Regions from separate parts of the Mus musculus genome. Here all the other regions are linked to region 2. A link is a contact called in public promoter capture Hi-C data. All regions are on one chromosome and are shown on one strand. Each heading gives the region's core, a stretch centred on a gene start, on an enhancer-like site or on the middle of the called end of the contact. The rest is flanking DNA. Distances are from core to core; before and after follow the strand shown. Region 1 holds the start of 9330151L19Rik (RIKEN cDNA 9330151L19 gene). Region 2 holds the start of Tomm20l (translocase of outer mitochondrial membrane 20-like). Region 3 holds the start of Lrr1 (leucine rich repeat protein 1).

Region 1 (3,366 bases), core at 489-2,988, 1.9 Mb before region 2:
GTATGTCTCACTACTCCCAATTTTCTTTTTTTTTTAGGACTGTGTCTCACTATAAAACTGGCCTCAAGCTGGGTGTGGTGGCACACGCCTTTAATCCCAGCACTCCGGAGGCAGAGGCAGGCGGATTTCTGAGTTCAAGGCCAGCCTGGTCTACAGTGTGAGTTCCAGGACAGCCAGGACTATACAGAGAAACCCTGTCTCGAAAAACCAAAAAAAAAAAAAAAAAAACTGGCCTCAAACTCATAATCCTCCTGCCTCAGGCTCCTGAACGTTAGGGTGTAACGCTCCTGAACGCATCATTATGTCCGATACTTGGGGCTTGATACAGTATAGTATAAAATAAAAGAACGGGTTTTATGATCCCATTAGCCCCATCACAGGTGATAATAATTAATGGTATAATTATAATAAATCTACTTAAGTCTTCAAATATGCCTTAATCCCACTGTGATTTAGAAAAACATCTAGAAGAAGTGAACTGTTTTGGCAGGCTGGAGCTCAGAGCTCAGGGTTGAACAGTCTACAAAGCTATTGTTGTCTGTGACAACTTGACTTTCTGGGAGGCTGCAGGCCAACACTCTGCCACCGAACTACACCTTAGCCTCTTCACTGTTGCAGTTTACATATAACTTTGATATAAACCTCAAACAAAATTACCAAGTGCCCAATCCACACACACACTTGTTTTTTTGAGACAAGATCTTACTAACTATAGTTATAACCTTTTTCTCAGGAGAGACTGAACCCTCAATTTCTTGCATACATTTCCAGAAGTCTAGAGAGAAGTCACTAAAATCCACTGGTTTTCTAGTCGGTGGACCCCGAGTAAACAGGTGTAATACGGGTCAACCGTGAAGGCTTAAGAGCATCCTTAGGATAGAATACGTGCAATCTTCTCTTTGAGAATGAGCTTAGCCTGCACTGTCATCGTATGAATAGATAGAAAATATTTGTTTATGTGCCTGTAACAAAAAATGTTTAAAGTAAGATAGAGTATTTCAAATAGTGAGAACGGTTACCTCCAAAGACTCCTTGTTCAAGCCACAATACCACTCTCGCCAAAGTCCGTGGCTCTCTGGAGATTTTGCCAGTACTATGACTGCATTATTTAAAGAAACGCTAGTCTCGGGTTCTCTGGTACTCAACTTATTCTCTGGAGCAAACTGCAAAGTGCAGGAATAACCCGAGTCTTGTGTAGAGAAGCACAATTCGTAACCGACGGGGCTTAGATGTCCGTGAAGAGTTTGTGGCAGAATCCCAGGCACTTGGATGAGCAAAGTCAAGGAGTCTTCGTCCTGATTACACTGTAAAGGAGGGCACACGGGTGCGATGCTCTCGGTTCCGGGGTCACCCATGGCTGAGCCCGCGGTGTCGTGGCGGGTCCTCTCCTGCTCCTCATTCGTCTGGACACCGGGGTCTCCGCACAGGGATTCGGTGTCGCCGCCCGGGAAAGCAGAGTAAGGGAGGCTTCGGTCCCCAGGAGAAGTCCCTTTCCCGAGGTCTAGAGGTGCCACCGAGTCCCCTCCGAAGTCCTGCTCCGGTTCGGGAACGAGCTCCCCTTCAGCGTGTGCAGCCCCGGGGTCTGGGGCTCCCACACCGCTCTTCTCCCCGTGGTCAGCTCCGGTTCCATCTGCAGACTCTTCCCGCGCCGCTGCAAAATCGCCCGCGGAAGTGCGGGCTACGTCGTCAGTTCCGGTCTCCTCCGCGGGCTCTTCCGGTGTCGCGGCCGGGGGTTCCTGGCGCGCGTCGGCCAGCGCCACCGGCAGCGTGACCACCAGCTGCCGCCGCGCCTTGTTGTACTGTGCCTTGCCGCGGCCGTCGTCCACCGGGTACGGCAGCGAGAGCCGCAGCCGGTAGTCGGGGTTTCTCGAGTCCAGGCACAGCAGCTTCCCCTTCACCTCCAGCTCCGCCCGCTCGACCGAGCGCAGCAGCGGCAGCTCGATGGTGACCACCAGCTCGTGCGGCACGGTGCTCGGGGCCGCGTCGCGCGAGCAGCGGTAATCCTGGAGGTCTACGTGGTGGCGCTGCACCACGGAGCAGCGCGGCTCCGTGGGCTCTGGGCGCTGCACGGCCTCGGGAGCGGGGGACGCGGGCGAGCGGGCAGTGTTCGCCGCCGCTGCCGCGGGGTAGCGGTATGGATATGGTGGGTCCGGGAAAAGCCCTGGTGGCTCCCCCTCGGGCTGGGCCGGGACGCCCCCGGGTAGGGGCGTGCGGAGCACTGCGGCCTCGGGCATCCCCTTGTACTTGATCTTCAGGGTCTTGGCGTTCCTGCGGTCCAGCCTGACGCCGAACTGCTGCTCCACCGCCTCCAGGGCCGTGGCGTCCAGCATTTCGCGGAAGCGCTCGTGGCTCCGGGCCAGCGCCAGCGCTTCGGGGTGGAAGACCACGTCGTAGACGGTGTAGCGGGCGCCGTTGCGGCCGGCATACTGGCGGCCGGGAGCCAGGCTATAGGGCAGGGACCAGTGGCTGCCAGCTGCCGTGCCGCCGCGCCCCGGGCCGGGCCGGCTGCTAGGTACGCCTACCAGTGAGTTGCTGCACACGTTCACGTAGCAGCGGTGCTCCCCGTCCAGGCTGGTACGCAGCACATGGCCCGGCTCAGGGTGCACGAACCGCACATCCACCCCACGCTCCCGCTCCAGGGCTGTGATCTCCTCCTCGTAGCGCCTCCGGTTCTCGGGGTCCGTGATCTCCGCGGCGTACTCGGAGAACATTCGGCGGAACTCTGGGTCCTGAAAGGCGGAGGTGAACCGCTGCACCTCCTCTCTGCTCAGATCCAAGTCCTCCAGCGCTGAGGAGGCCGCCGCCTTGGCCATGGTGACCCACACGGCCCAATGCCCAGACCCAGTGAAGGATCAGGGTGAATTGAGTGTCTAGGATGCGCTTCAGAGTCTGGCTCATGGAGAACTGACCAGTCCAAGAAGGTAACGGCTGGATTGTCAAGGCCGGGCAGCGCGTGCTTTGTTGCCATAGTAACGCCTGGGAGGAGGGGCAGCGATCTGGTAGAAATGCTAGAAATAGGCTCCACTGTTACTTCAAACCAAGCAGACACTACCTGCTACAGGTTTTAAATTACTGTGTCAGGATACGTGTACTTTGCAGTCTATTGTGGTAACTGTCCTCATCTTCAGCGCTGTGTCTTTATCTTATTAACTGTTTAATTTCACCAACAAGAGAGAAGTTTACTAGCTAATTCACAAACCTAACTTTATCTGACTCTCTTTACTTTGTGGAACCAACGTTAGTAAACCCTTACCATTTTCAGGTATTCCACCTTATAGTTGTCTCCCAGAAACCCTTGGGGGCAAAAGATGACAAAACAAATCCCAGAGATTAATAAGCATCAGAAAGGTGTTCGCTTTTTATAAT
Region 2 (3,909 bases), core at 600-3,099:
TAGGCAGGCTCGTGGTGGTAGAAGTTCCAGCCAGCCTTAACAAGCACCATTTGGAGCTGGCTACATCACTCAATCAAAAGCCAGTCCCCCCAGGGGGACTGGGGAAGTGCCTCAGTAGGTAAAGTACTTTGCTGTGCAAACATGAGGACCTTCCGTTTGGAAGCCCAGATTCACTATGCCTCTCCCTGCCACAGTCAGCAACACAAAAACTGGGACTCCCTCAGATAGAAGGAAGCTGAGCTACAGAGAAGACATGCCTGGAAGTTCAGACCAACTGAGTCACCTGGAAAGGCCACTCCCCCCTGGTGAGCTGCCTGCAGGCTGTGCAGTATGCTCCAGGTCCCCTGCTTTGTGGGCTGTCACCCGTGCTGGAGTGGGCTGTGGGGATGCAGATGTCTCTGAGTCATTCCTGCTCCTTTGGCCCCGAACCCCGACTCCTGTAACTCCAATAAAAACTCACTGGTTCACCAAGTTGGATTTCGGTGGTGTTTGTACTTAGGTCAGTTGTAGGACTTCTACCTGAGGTGAGGAAATGTGTGTGTTGTCTCCCCAGGGAAAATGTTGTCACACAACAGTCCCAGCTACAACAGACCATGACGTTGTCCTGTAATGACAGCCAGTTTTTGTTTTTATAATAAACTTTTGCAAATAGAAGACTTTAGTTATCATAGGAAGAACATGCACTATTCAGGAAAGCAGTGTGTAACTTTCACTACGTCTAAGACCAAGGACAGGGACTTCTTAATCTCACTGGTATTCAGGGCAGATAGGGTGCCTTGCTATGACAATAATGGTAGTTAACAGTGAATTAGTAAGTACAGTTGAATAATGCACAACAAAAACTATTTAAGGACTTTGGAACTGAGGCAGGAGGATGGAGAGTTTCAGGCCACCATGAGCTACATGGACGGTTGAAAATTAAAGCAGACTGGGTGGTGGTGGCGCACGCCTTGAATCCCAGCACTTGGGGAGGCAGAGGCAGGTGGATTTCTGAGTTCCAGGCCAGCCTGGTCTACAGAGTGAGCTCCAGGACAGCCAGGGCTACACAGAGAAACCCTGTCTCAACAAAAACAAGCAAGCAAGCAAACAAACAAAGTAAAGAATTAAAACAGGCCTAGGAGAGATGGCTTGGTGGTTTAGAGCATTTGTTGCTCTTGTAGAGGGCAAGGGTTTACCAGTGTACACATGGTTGTTCACAACTGTCAGTAACTCCAGTTCCAGGGACCAGACACCTTCTTTTGTAGGCATTGAGCATGCCCATCACACATGGATATACACCTACAGGCAAACAGCCATACATGTAAATTACAAACGAATTTAATCCCAGCATCAGTGCTCAGGGAGGCAGAGGCTAGGCCAGCCTGGTTTACAGAGTGAGTTCCAGGACAGCCACTGCTACAGAGAAAACCTGTCTCTGAAAAACAACGACGAAAACAACAAGGTTTAGCTTTGTAATGCCTTTATGATCTTTGAGACAAAATCTGTGTATTCTTTTGTTGTGTTTGCTGAATAAAACAAACATAAAGGGAAAAGCACCGGCAAAATGATTTTGTTTGCTTTTCTTCTATATTATTACTTCCGATTCCTTTCCCTCTCCTGAGTTATGGTGGGTGGAGAACTTGGATTGTGAGTGTTCTGGGGACCTACAGGAGGAGGCTGGCCAGCCTGACCAGGGCTAAGTTGAGATAACGTGGGGCCAATTGAAGTGCAAGGGAAATCCAGGCGACCCAAGGACACTGCATGCCCTGGCCACAGGAAATGGTCTTGTCAGGCTGGAGAAGGCTCAGAATTCCCGAGTCCTGGGTTCGGGACCCGGGGTTTGCTCACGTGTGGCTGGCCCGTGCCCAACGCTCGCAGGGCAACCCAATGCCCAGCGTCCGTCTTGGCGTCGGTCTCCTGGCGGGCTTGGCAGCGGGCGGCGCGGTCGTCCTACTCAGCTACTGCGTCTACCTGGACTGGAGGCGGCACCGAGACCCCGCATTCCGCCGCCGCCTGCAGGACAGTGAGTGCCAGTGCGGTCGGCGGGAGGGAGGGCGGCCAAGCCCGGGCTGGTTCCCAAACCGGTGCCCCGGTCACCCGTGTCCATGCTACCTGGCTTTCCCAGCCAGCTCGTGCCTGTGTTTGCAGAGAGAAGAGCTGGACAGCCCAAGGCCCAGGCGCCCGCCAGGCAGGTGAGGTGCAGCAGACCCGCCAAGGAACCTTCTAGAAGCCCAGGGAGAAGAGGCCTGCCAGTGTGGCACACCTGCTTTATAAAGTTTTAACCTTCTAATTATAAAGGGGAAGGAAAGAAAGGAAAAGTGGGTCTGGTAAGGACACATTATGAAGATCTGGTGGGATGGCTCAGCGGCCAAGAGGGTTGGCTGCTCTTTCAGAGGACTCAGGTTTGATTGCCAGCACCCACAGGGTAGCTCACAACCATCTGTAACTCCAATCCCAAGGGATCTGTCACCCTCTTCTGTCCTCCAGGAAGCGACAGAGATGCACATGGTTGCAGACATACATGCTGGCAAAACACCCATACACATTTAAAAAAAAAGTTTTTCTTATTGTTTATGTTTTGTTTTTAAGTATAAACAGGGCTTGATACTCAGTGTGCAGAATCATCGCTTGGGAGGCTGAGACAGGAGGGAGTTCAAGGTTAGCCTGGGCCAAAGAGAACACTGTTAGAGAGAGAAAGGCATCTGTAAATTACATGTGGTAGGGACGGGCACTCTTTTTTTTTTTTTTAACTTAGAAGAAAGAAGAGAAACTTGGTCCTTCTCATATCCTCACAGGATGCCTAGGCCCCCCAGGCCAACATAGATTATGATTGACTAGTTGGGTTTTGATGGTGATTATTATTTTTTAGACAGAGGAGGAAGATGGCCCATATGTGATGGTCAGAGGACAACTTGTGAGGTCCAGTCACTTCTGTCGCTGGTCCCATGTGTCTAACTCAGGGGGTCAGGTTTGCTGGAAAGTGCTTTTTAACCTGATGAATTAATACTGTCTGTATTAGTCACTTTTAAAAACTGCCTCTTATTCTAGTGTGTATGGATGTTTTCCCAGCCATATGTGGCTATCAATGGTAGCATTTAGGGGTCAGAAGAGAGCATCTGATCGCCTGGGACTGGAGCTAAGAAAGTTGTGAGCTGCGGTACAGATGCCGGGAATTGAACCTTGGTCCTCAGGAAGAGCAACCAGTGTTCCTGACTACCAAGCCACCCTCTTCAGCCCTCTCCCTTATTAGTTATTTTTAAAGAGGATTCGGTCATCTTGGCTATTGGTCCAGCTTTTGTTAACTCACATGAGCCTAAAAGCGCATGAGAACTCTCACCTTCCCATCTTTCAGGTGATCAGCTTGTGCCTACTTAAGGTCCTATTATGTGTGAGACATGTCTGGCGGAGGACAGCAATAGAAGGGAGTAGGCTCCCAAAGCCAGCCAATGTAACAAGAGCCTGGAGAGAGACAGAACCTTTCCAGTGTGGAATTAGCACAGTGGCTACTCAGGTTGCTTACTGTTGGGTTAAGCTTGCTCTCCTTAGTGCTTGGCTCCTGAATCTGCAGTCTGAGCAGGTTTGGGCGGAGAATAACACAGTTGCTCCACAGTGGCGGGGCTGGCTCCGGGGAGTTATGTTGAGTCGGTTATCTTGAAAGCACATCCCATCACGCCTGCCAGTTGATGCTGAGTGTTCACTTAGCTGGAACTGTTCGCATGCTCCTGCATGTGACCTTGTCATGTAGTTTGTGGGTCCTCATCATATGCTGGGCTGCATTCCCAGGGGCAAGCAGTCAGGGGCTGAATACTGTATATTCACTGGACACCGGAAGAGAACAACAGTGTTGAAGCGCATGCAGAGATAGGAACGTGCCAGGAAGCAACTCTTTCCACAGCACTGAGGGCTGCTCGATTTCGAGCAGAAAGGAAC
Region 3 (3,398 bases), core at 546-3,045, 1.9 Mb before region 2:
TGCAAGATTTAAATTCTAGCTCTCAAATGAACCTAGTGTATATTTAATGCAACTGTAATACTTTAGGAAGGTGTTCTATTTTCTTTCTTTTTTTTTTTTTTTTTTTAAAGATTTATTTATTTATTATATGTAAGTACACTGTAGCTGTCTTCAGACACTCCAGAAGAGGGAGTCAGATCCTGTTACGGATGGTTGTGAGCCACCATGTGGCTGCTGGGATCTGAACTCTGGACCTTCGGAAGAGCAGTCGGGTGCTCTAACCCACTGAGCCATCTCACCAGCCCAGGTGTTCTATTTTCGATCTCTACTATTATCCACCCAAATACCGAAAATAGGTAATTTATGAAGCCTAATGGTCCTTGAAAAATTCTGGTTTGCTTAAATATAATTTTTCCATAAGCCTGAGAATGCTGCTAATGTTTTGATGTGCCGGGCTGTGGTGGCGCACGCCTTTAATCCCAGCACTTGGGAGTCAGAGGCAGCTGGATTTCTGAGTTTGAGGCCAGCCTGATCTATAAAGTGAGTTCCAGGACAGCCTGGGCTATACAGAGAAACCCTGTCTCGAAAAACCAAAAAATGAATACATAAAATAAAATAAATGTTTTGATGCTCTATCAGGGAGCATATGTCAAGTCCCAGCAGAGCTTTAGGTGACAATGCCTGGAGAAAAAAATGTTAAGCAACTAAAAACATATGAATGTGTAAGAGAATTTTTTGTGGTGGGGTGCAAATTGATTGTCTTTGCCTATCTCCTGAATACGTGGTTTTGAGGATGTGAAACCAACACGGATACAATTCACCATGTTATATGTAAACAGGGATGTCCGTTGAAGGCTAAATCATAATTTTGAATTTTGCCACGGTTAAATTGAAAATTGGTATTTCTGAAAGCCATTTCACAATTGCAAGTGTGTAACTTGTATTAATTGTTTACTACAAGGTAAGGCAAGGGGGTTTTCTAATGCACCACTTCACCTGAGAGTAAGCGCTTCCCTAGCCCGGGGTCAGATAGATAGATAGATAGATACACAAATAAACAAACAAACAAACAAATAAATAAGTGTCGCTGAGCAATTTCGTAGCTTTTACTTGAAAGTTGATACCGAGGACATTGAAGGTAAGACAACCCGATGTGTGCAGTGTTTTTTTTTTTTTTTTTTTACATATTCACTTTACATCCCGCTCATCCCCTCCCACAACCCTCCCCTCACTCCCCTTCTCCTCTGACCGGGTGGGGGACCCTCCAGGGTATCTCCCACCGCCACGGGCTCAGTAAATGAGGCGTGAATGTGGGTCTCCACTGCCTTTCCAAGGCCGACCATGGCTGCAAAGTAAAGTTTGCTCAACAGGAATTGCCTTGCCAGTTATTGTCACCTAAAGCTCCGCTCTGACTTGCAATGCCCAACAAGAATGCTTTCTCGCTGGGGTGTGTGTCTATAAACAAGGTGACACCAGCCTTCCAGCTATCCCCATCCCCGGGTCCGCTGGCCTCTAGCAAAGGGCGCGGGAAACACCAGGACGGGCAGCACACACCCACACCTACCACGCCCCCAGCTTAAGGACATGGTGCCCTCGGCGGCCGCCTGTCCGAAAACAGAGGACAAATCCTCCGGGCGCTCCGGAGCACGCAGAGGTTCTGTCATTAAAAGTTAAATAATGCTAAAACATGGGCATTCCACCATTCTACGTGGAAACTGGAGTGGGACTCCGAGAAGCCACAAAGCCGATGGGTTTAGGCGCACCATGGACACCTCTATCGCGAGGACCCCGGCAGACCTGTCAGGCGGGAGGCGCCAAGTTTTAAAGCCTGCGGGCCAGCGGGCGACTTAGCTGCAAGATGAGGCTGCCCTGCGAGGTGGAGGTCCGTAGCTGTCATTTGCCAACCTTAGGGCTCAAGAGCCGAGGCAAGGGCGTGCGAGCGGTGGTGAGCCTGTGCCAGGCCCCGGGCAGGAATGAGCTGCAGCCTGAGGCAAGAGCAGAGCCGGGCGGCCACGCCTGCCTGCTGGTCTCCACCATGAAGGACAGGCAGGGAACCAGCTACAAGGTACGCGCCCCCAGCGTCTTGAGCACCCACGCCTCCTTACTTTAGCTGCTGGCTTCTGCGGGTATGAGTTGGTAGACAGCGATCCCGCCGGGGTACAAGCCTCCGACACTGAAGCAGAGCAGCATATGAGGCTTTTGGTTAAATCTCCAGCACACAGAAAATGCATGTAACAATGAATACTATCCAAACTTGAGTGGTTGTTATTGTTGTTGTTGTTGAAGAGGTTTGCCACATGTATCCTCTCTGTTATTTGTTTAGAAAATGCTTGACCCGACTTAGGTCCAGAGACGGGTGGCCAACTCCAGTCTAGTCTGTCTGAACCGGAGGTTTGAAAACGAGGTTTATAAAATCCGTTTTCCTCCATTACCAGGCAGTGCTATTTGATCAAAACAAGATGTCTTTGTGTCAACTATGAATGGAGATAAGGGAATGAGTCCCTCACCCTGCATCTGATTTTTTAGCGGATGTTATGTTTTCGGGATTCTTTTTTTTTTTTTTTTTTGGTTTTTCAAGGCAGGGTTTCTCTGTGTAGGCCTGGCTGTCCTGGAACTTACTCTGTAGACCAGGCTGGCCACGAACTCAGAAATCCGCCTGCCTCTGCCTACCAAGTACTGGGATTAAAGGCGTGCACCACCACGCCCAGCTGTTTTCGGGATTCTTTACCTCACATATTATAATCCACAACAAATGCTTAGTTGAGAGAAGAGAGCATTATCTTATTCAAGTTACTTATTTTTATTTATTCATTCATCCATTTAATTTTGGAGTGTTGGGGATGGAGCCCAGGACCTTGTGCATGTTAGGCTAGTAGTGGTAAGGAGGACCTTGACTTCCTGATCCACATGCCTCTACAGCCCGCCCAAGTTCTGGGGTTACCACTACACACCTGGTTTGTACTACTGTGTTGAGGGCAGAACCTAGGGCTTTATGCATGACAGGCAAGATAGGCAAAGATTCTACCATTTTAACAACGTCTTCCACCCAGGCATTAATCTAAATCCTGCCTGTCTAGGCTATTAAGGAGTCTGGTTCTATGTTGTCTTTTATCCTGTCCTTCAGCTAAGTTCAGCTAAGACTTTACACTGCAGTTCTAGGAGAAAAAAAAATTAAATGTATACATGTATGTATTGAGACAAGGTCTTGCTCTGTAACTATGGCTGGTCTGGAGCTCACTGTAGACCAGGCAGGCTTCAAACTCATAAAAATTTCTGCTGTTTCTGTCCCATCTGTCCCAGTTGCTGGGATTAAAGGCACGCGCCAGTTCCAAGAGCCAGTTGTTGTTGTTGTTGTTGTTTTAAAACAGGCTCTTACTATGTGTAGCTCAACTGTCCTGGAACTCTGTAGATCTGGCCTG

What was found. Promoter capture Hi-C pulls out the DNA fragments that hold promoters and counts their contacts.
Region 1: a contact with region 2 is called in a promoter capture Hi-C map of neutrophils, with 5 times the contacts expected there. The contact joins the promoter of 9330151L19Rik here to the promoter of Tomm20l in region 2.
Region 3: a promoter capture Hi-C map of neutrophils shows a contact between it and region 2, with 3 times the contacts expected there. The contact joins the promoter of Lrr1 here to the promoter of Tomm20l in region 2. A contact is called at or near these places in 2 of 39 promoter capture datasets (neutrophils and pre-B cells).

The regions. Positions count from the first base shown.
Region 1 is chr12:69,195,473-69,198,838 of GRCm38.p6, forward strand. 9330151L19Rik (RIKEN cDNA 9330151L19 gene) reads left to right here and starts at 1,739. Exons shown (of 2, transcript NR_033222.1): 1 at 1,739-2,143; 2 at 2,256-3,366. Dnaaf2 (dynein, axonemal assembly factor 2) reads right to left here and starts at 2,957. Exons shown (of 3, transcript NM_027269.4): 1 at 1,020-2,957. The coding sequence starts at 2,813.
Region 2 is chr12:71,109,579-71,113,487 of GRCm38.p6, forward strand. Tomm20l (translocase of outer mitochondrial membrane 20-like) reads left to right here and starts at 1,850. Exons shown (of 5, transcript NM_029227.1): 1 at 1,850-2,002; 2 at 2,128-2,171. The coding sequence starts at 1,867. It overlaps Gm32906 (a long non-coding RNA gene), which reads right to left. Exons shown (of 3, transcript XR_381662.3): 2 at 3,500-3,797; 3 at 1,173-2,115.
Region 3 is chr12:69,167,019-69,170,416 of GRCm38.p6, forward strand. Lrr1 (leucine rich repeat protein 1) reads left to right here and starts at 1,796. Exons shown (of 4, transcript NM_001081406.2): 1 at 1,796-2,044. The coding sequence starts at 1,838.